3 separate regions of the Sus scrofa genome follow, and all the other regions are linked to region 2. Evidence: chromatin contacts called from public HiChIP or PLAC-seq data. All regions are on one chromosome and are shown on one strand. The core of a region is the stretch at or near the end of the contact, and the rest is flanking DNA. Distances in the headings are between cores, read along the strand shown. Region 1 overlaps ETV6 (transcription factor ETV6). Region 2 overlaps LOC106507269 (a long non-coding RNA gene). Region 3 overlaps ETV6 (transcription factor ETV6).

Region 1 (3,677 bases), core at 223-2,722, 160 kb before region 2:
TTAGATTTTTACACCCCGACTGGTCTTTGGGTTTTAACATGCTTGCAGTCATCTCAGAGGGTTAAAAAAAGGGGGTGGGGTGGGGGGAGTACCAGTGAAAACTAGGATGGGTGGGACTTACACTCCTGGTCCCCAGAACATCCTCCCTTGGTCACCCAGACACCCATTAAGCGGGGGGGGGAGAGCAGGGGAGGGTGCACCTCACAAACCACACTCACACTCTGTGTGAATCTTCCTGGGAGCCTGGCTTTACCTGTCCAAGGAGTGCTCTTGCTTTGGACACTGAAAAAGATGGGTTTGGTACCTAAACTATGTAAATTCCTACATACTTCGAACTGAAACAGTCCTTTCCTCCCCTTCCTGACCTACGATATGCTAAAATCTGAAGACAATGTATTGCATCTGTCAAACAGATACAGCAAAGCCACAGCACCTTAAGTCTTCCTTTTGCCCAGAACTAAGTTATTTATTTTTTATTTTTTATTTTTTTTGCTATTCTTGGGCCGCTCCTGCGGCATATGGAGGTTCCCAGGCTAGTGGTTGAATCGGAGCTGTAGCCACCTGCCTACGCCAGAGCCACAGCAACGCGGAATCCGAGCCGCGTCTGCAACCTACACCACAGCTCATGGCAACGCTGGATCCTTAACCCACTGAGCAAGGCAGGGACCGAACCCACAACCTCATGGTTCCTAGTTGGATTCATTAACCACTGCGCCACGATGGGAACTCCAGAACTAAGTTATTGATGCACAATTGGATAAAGAAAAAGAAGCATGAGCAAGAGGTCCTGCAATCAGCATCACTGTAAAAGATTACTAAGTTTTTTTTTTTTTTTTCCCCATGACTGTTCTGAAACATTTCAGCATTCATCAAGCGTCCCCTAGGAGCCAAGGCCTTTCCTAAGCATTATGAATTTCACCACTCTAAGTCCTAGAATTTCCAAGATGGCTCTAATATTAAAACTGCTGTATCATTTTACCCATAAGTAGACATGGATACTCATCCATCAATACTTACACCCCTTGAACCTATGTCCCAATCTTGGCTGGAAAACACAGTCTTTGCAACAACCGGGGAGAATAACTAGCATTAAGGCAGCACTTGGAATGTGCTTCCCCCAAAGCCTGTGTTTTCTTTCGGACTCACAGTAACCCTGCAAGGAAGGCATCATGCCCACCCCCCCTTCCCCATGAGGAAACTGATCTGAAGATTGCAGGGCTTGAGCAATCTATTGAAGTCACCAGCTCAGGAGCTGGCGTGGCGGGTAAGAAAGTTAAGGGGGGCCAGCCTGTCTGCAAGGGCTTCACCACTTCAGGGGAATCCCATGAGGTAAATCCAAGCTGAAGACAACAGGTGTGGCTTTGGACTATTTATTTCCTTGCTTTGGGCTGTGACCCCTCACAGAATTCCAGCAGGGGTCCCGAAGGTCACTCCACAGAGGGCCCCCAGCCAGGGTGCCGACTTTTTGTAAGCATGTTCCTTCTCCTACTGGAAGCCCAGATGGAAGGAGGAAGTGCATTCAGCTGAAAGAAGGGGACTAAATGCAGCGGACGAAGGACGTTCTCCGGCGCGACCCCTGAGCTCTAGACTCTATCCCAGGACCCCTATTACCGCAGGACGCAATCAGAGAGGCCTCCAGGGCATCTACAGCGATATCATGCCCATGAGCAGTTCACTCTGGACAGAAACCTCATCTCAGGGAATTTTTGAGGAAGCCCATCTTTGTCACTAACAATTTCTTCGACAACCACAAAAACCATGTGCCTTACTCCGCGCCTTTCCATTTATCCGAGAGCAGCAAAATCTAAATGTACAGGCGAGACACACAGGAGCAGTGAGGAGGAAAGGCCCCGTCATTTATTCGGGGCCTGTTAGGGGGCAGATCTCTGGACTGAGAAGGAGAAATCACAGGGGCCACTGTCCAACAAGGCTTGTCCAGCGGTCTGATGATGCACCCTCCCTTTCAAAGAAGAAGGGATGATGGAGGCACTGAGGGTGTAACTGTGGGATCCTCGAAGATGTCTTCAAATACGGAAGGGCCAGTGTCAGAAGGGTTAAGGCTTCCCCGAGCATCTCAGAGGGCAGGGCCGGCCACAGACACCTGTGCGCTAGAAATGTGCCTCTGATTTACTGTTTTCCCCCTAAAGCTGATTTAAGCTGAGGTCGAAAGGTGACTCTGAAAGGGGGTCCTGTGGTGGGAAGGAACGTATATAAAACCTGAAGGTGCCTTTCCGAGATGCTGCTTCTATTCAATCTTGTATCTCCCAGCAAGTCAGAGCGTTTTAATTACAGTGTGGGCAGAACAGATCCAAACAAAACAGGATCACCACAATCCCCTTCCCTATCCGTTGGTCCCCTGAGGCCCCTTCACATGATCTGAGGGTTCTCCCCAAAATAATCTGAAAAAGCACTAGCATCGACAACTCGCAACAACCCTTTTGAAGACAGGCGCCAAAGCAAAAACCTCAAATAGATTTCTTTATTGTTCTCATGTACAGACATTTTAATTAAGATCTTTTCCAGCCAGAGATAGCTAAGAATTTCTCTTTTTTTTTTTCTTTTCTTCTGAATTTCTTAAATATTTTTGACATGAATAGTAAGCAGAATCTCAAGCTGTGATTCCTTTGCATGCCAGGTTGTGGTTTCCAGGGAGGTCTAGGCTGGAAGGATGCTCAGCTCATTTGGCTGGAAGCCAGTGCTGATGCAGGCAAGGTCATGGGCTTTAGACCTGGCTGGGAAAATGAAACGCACGCCACTCCACAGCCCAGGTTACACCCCAATCCCTGACATGATGTAGATGACTGCTCTCGCCCAAGGTGGAGATTGGGGACCAATACCAAGACTGGATTAGATCAGCAACAAACAGCGCCACTCCTGGAAACCCCAGGAAAGCACATGTCCTACTGATTGTGGGTCACTTCAGAATAAGAAAGTTCCCCTTGTGACTCAGTGGATTAAGAACCGGACTAGTATCCATGAGAATGCAGGTTCAACCCCTGGCTTGGCCCAGTGGGTTAAGGATCTGGCATTATCCTGAGCTGTGATGCAGGTCACAGACATGGCTCAGATCCTGCGTTATGGTGGCTGTGACACAGGCCGACAGCGGCAGCTCCAATTCGACCCCTAGCCTGGAAACTTCCATGCCATAGGAGTGGCCTTAAAAAAAGAGGGGGTTAAAAAAAAAGGGGGGGGTGACTTTATACAGAGGCAGCTGGTATCACCTCTAGGAAAAATACAGTGTTGCTGTGGGGTTTATCTACAGGTACTCGCAAAGCTTTTGTTCAACCCTTTGCAAAAGGGTCACTGAATTCTTTCTTCCTCATTCTAACAGCAGAAGAAGCAGGTACTCAGAAGAACAGCAGCTTATATCCCAGGCACAACAAAGTGTGGCCAAGTTCGGCTCTTGATTAGCTGCTTTCTCCTCCATTAATGCCATTCCCTTTAATGATGTGGCTATTACAATTAGCCAGTCTGCAGTGTCCCTGCCTGGGGCTAATGAGTAATGAACTGCAAGAGTTACCAGTTAGTTGTATCAAGGGCACCATTAAAGGGCTCGTCTCAATTTCTCCCCGCAAAGGAGTGATGTCTCCCAGGCATGTCCCACCTGCCATGGCTCCCCTGCTGCACTCATGGCACCCCCAGGAGCCAGCTCCTGGGGGGCTCAAGGGACCTTAGCA
Region 2 (3,726 bases), core at 379-2,878:
GACAAAAAGACCAAAACAAAACAAAACAAGACAAAACAAAAAAAAAACCCCTGTAGATTTGGGAGTCATCAGCATTGAGGTCATGATGAAACTAAATGGATAAGATTGCTCAGAGAAGATGAATTCAGAGAGGAGGTTGGGAGGCAGAATCTAGGAAATTTCCATCATTTGAATGGAGGCCTAAAAGGATAAGACAAAGTAGACTGAGAAGGAATTATTGTGACCAAATAACAATATCTAAGAGGAGGAAATGGGTAAGAAAATGTCTAAAACTCACTGAGAGTGTTGCAGGTTCCTTTTTATCTTCTTTATCAAATCAGCAAGTCTCTCTGGAGTATGTATCAGGATTGCACCACTTTGACAGGGCACCAAGGGAGACAGAAAAGAAGGAGAAAACAGACCTTTTCCTGGAGCAAAGAAACTTGCAAACTCCCAAGAATAGGGTAAGGCGATGGCAGGTCACTTAAGCATGCACTCAGGTAAGGACCAGAACAGCTTTGGCTGGCTGGCACATGGCTAATATTTGGCCCATCTGCCGCCTTTGGCATATATGCCAGATGTTGCAGTAAGACAACTACGGGAAGAACAGAACTAGGGGAAGCATTTGCTTGTTAGTTGGTTGTAATAGAAAATTACATATGGGACATAATGCCTAATGACTAAATAGGTGATATCAAAGGGTAATTACCTTCCTGTCTCAAAGAGGCTAGGCTTGAAAACATCATATAATATGTTCACAATGCTATAAATCAGCTATAATTCAATAAAATGTTAAAAAATCATTTAATAATTGTCATTATCTTATTTCTTTAATATTTATTTAGTTAGTTATTTTTGCTTTTTAGGGCCACACCTGTGGCATATGTAGGTTCCTAGGCTAGGGATCTAATTGGAGCTATAGCTGCCAGCCTACCCCACAGCCACAACTACGCCAGACCCAAGCCTCCTCTGCCACCTACACCACAGTTCACGGCAACGCTGGATCCTTAACCCACTGAGCGAGGTCAGAGATCAAACCCGAAACCTCATGGTTCCTAGTTGGATTCATTTCCCCTGTGCCACGACACGGAATGCCAATTATTTTAAAGAAAGCAATCCCTTTAGTTTGGGCAATGGCTTTTATTTACATTTTCTTTTTTCCAATTAAATTTCTTTAGCAAGTGATAATAGATTGGTAAGCGGTGTCATTACGTAGCAGGAGAATCACTCCACAAGATGGTAGGAAACTGAGAGACCACCACTGTCCTCCCACCTCTATTCCATCACACCTACAAAGCTGTATGCTCCAGCCTTACAACCTTAAATAAAATCACTTAATCTCTGTGATTCAGTTGCCTCATCTAATAAAACAAAAATGACCATACCTCATTGGTCCCAAGGGCAGGGACTATATGGGTGATTTCTTGAGTTTCCTTCTGCTGTGATTATGATCAGTCATGTGACACGTGTGCAAGGAATCCTTTTTAGCAGGATTGGTTCCTGCCTCCAAAGAGCCTACCGTCTGCTGGGGAAACAGGAAACACACAATTACAATTTAACACAAAATGTCTGTAGTGGAGGCAGATGAGATACACAGGACAGAGAAGGACTAGATTCACACATCAGTCCAGGGAAGTGAGGGGACTTCCTTAGGGGAAGTAACACTTGAGCTGAGCCTGAACGGAGTTCCCACACCATCAAGAGAACAGGGGTTCCAACTGGAAGAACAGCACATTTTAAAGAGGAGACTTGTCTGGAGGAAGAACCAAAAGTAAGTTCACATGAGTGGGAGACAGCGAACAAAGCACGAAGTTGCGAAAATGTGGGGCTGGCAGATAGTTAGAAATTACTCAAGATAACCATTGAGCACTCACTGGTGGAAGGGCAGTAGCCTAGATGCTGGCTGATTAGGAATTCTGAATTTCTGGAGAAGCATTTGAGAAGACTTCAAACCAGAGTTAGGAAGAACAAAAATAAAGCTAGTGAGAGAATCCAGGGAAGACACAGGAAAAATCTATGAGAGACCATGGCTGTGGGAGAAGAGAACTATTTAGGAGACAGAATCAACCCTTAGTTTATGGGATGAGGGTTAAGGAGCAGGGAAGAATAAAGAATCACTTTCCCACTTCCTGCCTTTAGGAAATTGGGTGGCTGATGGTGGCATTCACTGAGGTAGGAGTTGGTGGAGAAAGGGTTGGCCCTCATCTTTGCCCCTGCTTTTGTTTTATGGAGCAATCACCGTCCCGATATATTTCTGAAGATACTGAAGTACTTGCGTTTGTTTTCCTTTCAAATTCCCTTGCCTTCTGTAGAGTTTGGAGTCTGTGAGGAGACTGGGTTTCTTTCAGGCAGATGCATTAAGCCTGTCCTTGGCTGTGGTCTCCGTCTCAGGTGTCCTAGGCTGCAATGTTCTTCCTGAGCATACTTCCCTCTCCATCTACCTCCTGCTTCCAGAACTTTGTTGAAATCTTCACTCTTCTACTTCTCTCCCATGCTCTTGTTGGGTGGGGTTGGGAGGGTCATGCTTTCTTATTTCTTTCCTATAATTTTATTTATTTATTTAGTCTTTTTGTCTTTTTAGGGCCGCACCCGCGGCATATAGAGGTTCCCAGGCTAGGGGTCCAATCGGAGCTGTAGCCACCGGCCTACGCCACAGCCACAGCGACACCTGCAACCTACACCACAGCAATGCCGAATCTTTAACCCACTGAGTGAGACTAGGGATCAAACCTGCGTCCTCATGGATGCTAGTCAGGTTCCTTAACCGCTGAACCACGACGGGAACGCCATTATTTCTTTACTTTGATTTGAATGATTTTTCTGAAAAAGGATAAATGGATACACTCAATCTACCATCTTCAACCAGAAGCTCCTGAATTTGAGCTCCGATATGATGTATTTAAGGTAGCTATGGTGCGTCTAGATAGAGATTTAGAGTATGTATGTGTGAATTAGCTGTATGTCTGAACCTGGTGTTCAAGAGACAAACCGAAATTAAAGGTAAAGATCTGGATTCCTGGTATAGAAGTAATGGGTGGGGATGAGACTGCCTAGGGAGAGCTTGCAGGATGGGAAGAGAATAGGAGTCTGACCCTGGGGACCATCACTATTTAAGATAATTGTCTTGGAGTTCCCGTCGTGGCGCAGTGGTTAACGAATCCGACTAGGAACCATGAGGTTGCGGGTTCGATCCCTGCGCTTGCTCAGTGGGTTAACGATCCGGCGTTGCCGTGAGCTGTGGTGTAGGTTGCAGACACGGCTTGGATCCCGCGTTGCTGTGGCTCTGGTGTAGGCCGGTGGCTACAGCTCCGATTGGACCCCTAGCCTGGGAACCTCCATATGCCGCTGGAGCGGCCCAAGAAATAGCAACAACAAAAGAGAAAAAAAAAAAATGTCTAAGATTATTGTCTTTAGGGTACAGTATTATTCCTCTAGAGTTAGGGAGACTAATGCTATCTTAGAACTCACCCCCTACGGATAGAAAGGACTTAAATGGGCTCTTTGAGCTCAGGGAAGATGCGTTTAATATATAATAAAGGTATGAAAGCAACAGCCAGATAATTAGGTGTAACAAAGTTGAACAGGGTGAGGATAGGAGTTCCTACGATGAGAGAGATAAGCAAGAGTGTCATCATTTCCAGATGATGTTATCTGACGTTTTTGGTGCTGGGCCCACTCTTTCGAGTCTGTTGAATGATGGCTCCCATGATCTGTGCTACTATTTTTTTCTTCTGCTGAGAACATGGC
Region 3 (4,010 bases), core at 733-3,232, 190 kb before region 2:
TTTTTAACAGTCCTTTATTCATACAAATAGGTAATTAGAGGAAGAATAATATGGCAGTCCTAAAATTGTGTATCAGCACGTAATGAAAGCTCATTGGCAGGACCCAGTCAACATCATGGCCTTTATCCTGGAAGCCTATTTGGACAAGATGTCCACGATGGGAATGGCTTAAATAAATGACCATTTAGAGGAGGTTCCCTTGAGGCTCAGTGGGTTAAGTTTATGGTATTGTCACTGCTGTGGCTCTGGTTATAGCTGTGGTGCGGGTTCAAGCCCTGGCCTGGAAACTTCCGCATGCTACCGGTGTGGCCACCAAAATAAAATAACCATTTGGAAACATGCCGAATATCCCTTGGAGCAGCTGGGAGAAGGTAAACCAAAATTCTGAGAGAAGTTCGCTTGAAGAAACTGCCGCGACCCTCGTCATTTTCAAGTCAGCATTCACTGAGAAACACCCCAAAACAAACTGCCACTGCTGACATATCTGGCAAGCACCATTCTTTTCCTGTTCATATCAGACACACTAATTAAAAATATCTAGCTTTTTGATGCAAGCTTCTTCATCAGACAAGCTGTCATACAGGGACTATTTCCTCCTTACTCTTCTGAATCAATCCTATGAGCAGCAGAAAAGGCTCTTAAAATTGATTAAACAATGTCAGAGTTGAACAGAACTTATTAAAGTCATAGAGTTTGACTTCCCCCAATTTTACAGATGAATAACTGAGGCTCATAAAGGTTAAAGAGCTCACTCCCAGCCACAGAGCTATTGAGTAACAGCCGGGCTTGAACCCTGGCCTCCTGACCCTAAGTCCGAGATTCTTTCTGCTACACCATGTGGCCTCTCTAAACCTCACACTTCATTTATTGCCCTCGCCCCAGAGCCCAAGCACACTGCACACAGAGAAAACCTCCAATAAACATCTGCCAAACTGATCTCCGAATCCTACACTCCTGCTGTTTCAATCGAATACTGTATTTCAATCCCAATAGTGACTAAATAGCAAGAGCTATTTGGCCAAGGCTTTAGAGGCGCATACAAAGTGCTTTGGAAGTCATAATCGAGTTTCCTCACCATACTGTGGAAAAGGCGCTGCTGTGCCCATTTTAGAGATGAGGAAACTGAGGCTGAGAGGTGAAGCCACTCGTCCCTGGTGACGATGCCAGTGGTACATAGTTAGAGCTGGCCCTTGGACATCCGATCCCCAAACCTGTGCCTTTTCTCCTCCCTTAGCTCAAGCCTAATTGATATTGACCCCAAATGATAACTGCCATCATTGCTTCTCCTGGTCTGTTCCATAAAAAGAGAAGTTTAATTCATCAGGCGTCTTCAAGTCCATTTAAAAAATGCGAGCTGTCTAAACTGCATAAAATGATACGTTCAGGTATAAGAACATCGTCGGTCCAACACAGAGCCTTCTTTTCTTCAACAAACCAGGCTTTGGACTCAGCTCCCCAGACCAGAAGAGCACTCATATTTACTGCCTGCATGATCTTAAAGGCCAGCCTGAGGAAATGGCTGCTTTTTCTTTTTTTCTTTTTTTTTTTTTTAAGCCCATTGCCGAAGACATCTTCAATCATTGCTTTGTGTCCACCGGGGAAGGAAAGAGGTCCTTTCTGTGGGGCTTGGCAGCATGGGGCTCGTAACAGAACCTTCTCGGGCCTCCGTGGGGGTCAGGACTGGGCCAAGCCAGAAAGAAAGGCAGCAAGAGAGAGAGAGATGCGCCCGGCCTCCCTGCTGGTGGCTCCAGGGCTGTGAAGACAGAGACGGTGGCAGCTAATGGCGGGGGTGGGAGGACGGGAGATGAAGCAGGCTGCGAGGGAAGGTGTGGGGGACGGATCTAATCCCGCATACAGAAACCTGTCAGGATGGGATTTATTTTTGTTCTGTGAGGGAGTAGAATAGGGCTTTGCCTGCACGCTCAATAGCTGTTTTGAAGTGAACCCGGCTGGTATGTCTTTAATTTGTCATTTCATTATGAAACTGTTTCCCTTCCAAGAAGCCTTCAAGTCAGGAAGCTCTGTCTGCCCACACAGGAAATTCCTTTGCTTCAACTTCCCCAAAAAGGAAATTTCCCTCAGAAGTGAGCCCAGCATATGCCTTTGAGCAGAGCTGTTTCAAGAAACTTTGGCAGCTGAGTCCTGAAAACACCCCTGGCCTGCTGGCTGCTGCTGGGAGGCTGGGATAAACAGTGCGGTTCTCACTCTGGGGGTGGGGACCCCACCGACACGGACCCTGGCCTGCCTCTGCCTCCCTCTTCCTTGTGCTCCTGAGCCCATGTGCCCCCCTGCCCACCTTGGGTCACACCAAGGGCTTGAACGCTCCGAGAGGCTTTCATCAAGAAAGGGGCATCTCCAAAAACTTGCCTGCCACACACACCAGCCCTGCAAGCTCCCATTCTTGTCCTCAATCCCCCCCTCCCTACATTTGAGATTTCTGGTAGAAAGATTGCAGTATTCCAAACAAAGAGCGTGCACAAAAAATAAAACAGCCAATTATAGTTCCGAAAGCATGTATATTGCCAAATTACCTTCTATCAGGGGTGGTGGATTTTTTTTCCCCACAAACTTTCCCGGTGAGGATTTTAAGTAAAACGTGCAGGGGGAGAAAAATATCCCAAACCACAGCCTTATAAAAATTAATCTCTCAGACATACTGTGAATGACTAAGTGGGTGAGAGCCCAGAGCAGCTGTGCTGAAGTGAATAATAATATATAATATTTTATGAAGCTTCCTAGTACAGAGGCATTAGCAGAAAACTGCCAGACTCTCAGTTAAGTTCTTAATTTTCCATTTCAAATCACTTCATTAAAAAAAAGAAAAAACAAACAAAAAAAAAAAGTTGAGAAAAAGAAATCTAAAGCACAAAAAGAGGGATGGTGCCGAACTTCAAACTGGATCGTAGGCAGTGGGACAAAGAGGCCGAGAGACAGAGGAGGAACGAAGGCAGCTCTGGATTTTCACCCTGGACTTAAGACGGAACTTGAATGGCAGAGCGATGGGGTCTGATCTTATTACACGATCCATGTGCCAAGACTCGGTAAGGGATACTGTTTACCAGGAAACAGAGTGATATTTAAGGGATAGCAAGAATCCTATAGCCCACTGAAATCTGAATATATTCACCCTGAGGTTTGGGGTTGTGGTGGATGGTTTCTATAGAGTGGATTTACGATCTTCTTTTAGGGAGTTATTCTGTTTTTCTAAAATTTATGAGGTTTTAACCACAGTTGGATCGCAGAGGGGGATCCAACACAATCTTTCGCGTTCTTCAAGAGAACGGGCTGGGGAATAGGTCTTTGGCTCAGCCTGGGAGGAAAGGTGTGGACTGGAGCGTCTGAGGGCCCTGCCCGGCCACCTACCCGCTCTGTGACGTGGGCCAAGTTCCTGAACCTCTTTAAACCTGACCTTTCATCAGGAAAGTGAGGATAATAAAACTCAGTTCATAGGTCTGTCGTAAGGACTAAATGATAGCACACATGTGAGAAGTGCCTCCCATAAGCACTCAATAAATGGAAGTTATGGCTCCATACGGAGAATGCCGAAGAATCTTTCTCTCCAATCAACACGCCCACTCCTCGCAGAAAGCCACCCATCCCTGCCAGCTCCCACCATTTCCACACAAGCCAGGATTTGCTGGATCACTTCCACTTGATTAACAGGTCCCGGGGGCTGAGCTTCCGTGCTTGCCCGCTTATATCGCTCACAAACGTCCTACCCTAATAAATCTATTTCTTACAAAAAAAAAAAAAAAAAAAAAAACCACCCAACACAGGTCCTTATACACGTGCAATCACACACTGAGTCATCCCTGAGGTAGACATTTTTGGTAAGAACAGCCGAAAGACTCAAGGATGCAGATGTCCACTCCCAGATTCGGCACTCTTCTCAAGAAAATGCGGATGGCTTACACATTCTCAAGCTGACAGCGAGCTAGAGACGTCCAACTTTGTTTGGCCAACACCGATTCTGGCAACATCTGGAGACCAACAGCCAGGCACAGCAAGTA

The links. HiChIP or PLAC-seq counts read pairs in DNA pulled down with a chosen protein or histone mark.
Region 1: a contact with region 2 is called in an H3K27ac HiChIP or PLAC-seq map of alveolar macrophages. The contact joins two enhancer-like sites. A contact is called at or near these places in 3 of 47 Hi-C or Micro-C datasets (epiblast stem cells, fetal liver and skeletal muscle) and 1 of 2 datasets of contacts at active chromatin or transcription factors (alveolar macrophages).
Region 3: a contact with region 2 is called in an H3K27ac HiChIP or PLAC-seq map of alveolar macrophages. The contact joins two enhancer-like sites. A contact is called at or near these places in 4 of 47 Hi-C or Micro-C datasets (embryonic fibroblasts, epiblast stem cells, fetal liver and 1 more) and 1 of 2 datasets of contacts at active chromatin or transcription factors (alveolar macrophages).

The regions. Positions count from the first base shown.
Region 1 is chr5:60,675,224-60,678,900 of Sscrofa11.1, forward strand. All of the region lies in intron 1 of ETV6 (transcription factor ETV6), which reads right to left. Among named protein-coding and RNA genes, the nearest start is that of ETV6, 100 kb to the right of the region's middle. Within about 2 kb of position 1,473, at least 4 of the 83 cell types and tissues checked have an H3K27ac peak or open chromatin away from gene starts, as enhancers often do. A contact at or near this core is called in alveolar macrophages, where this site is marked.
Region 2 is chr5:60,837,748-60,841,473 of Sscrofa11.1, forward strand. LOC106507269 (a long non-coding RNA gene) reads right to left here. Exons shown (of 5, transcript XR_002344104.1): 2 at 1,365-1,504. Among named protein-coding and RNA genes, the nearest start is that of ETV6, 63 kb to the left of the region's middle. Within about 2 kb of position 1,629, at least 2 of the 83 cell types and tissues checked have an H3K27ac peak or open chromatin away from gene starts, as enhancers often do. A contact at or near this core is called in alveolar macrophages, where this site is marked.
Region 3 is chr5:60,651,194-60,655,203 of Sscrofa11.1, forward strand. The region is part of intron 2 of ETV6 (transcription factor ETV6); the gene reads right to left. Among named protein-coding and RNA genes, the nearest start is that of ETV6, 120 kb to the right of the region's middle. Within about 2 kb of position 1,983, at least 43 of the 83 cell types and tissues checked have an H3K27ac peak or open chromatin away from gene starts, as enhancers often do. A contact at or near this core is called in alveolar macrophages, where this site is marked.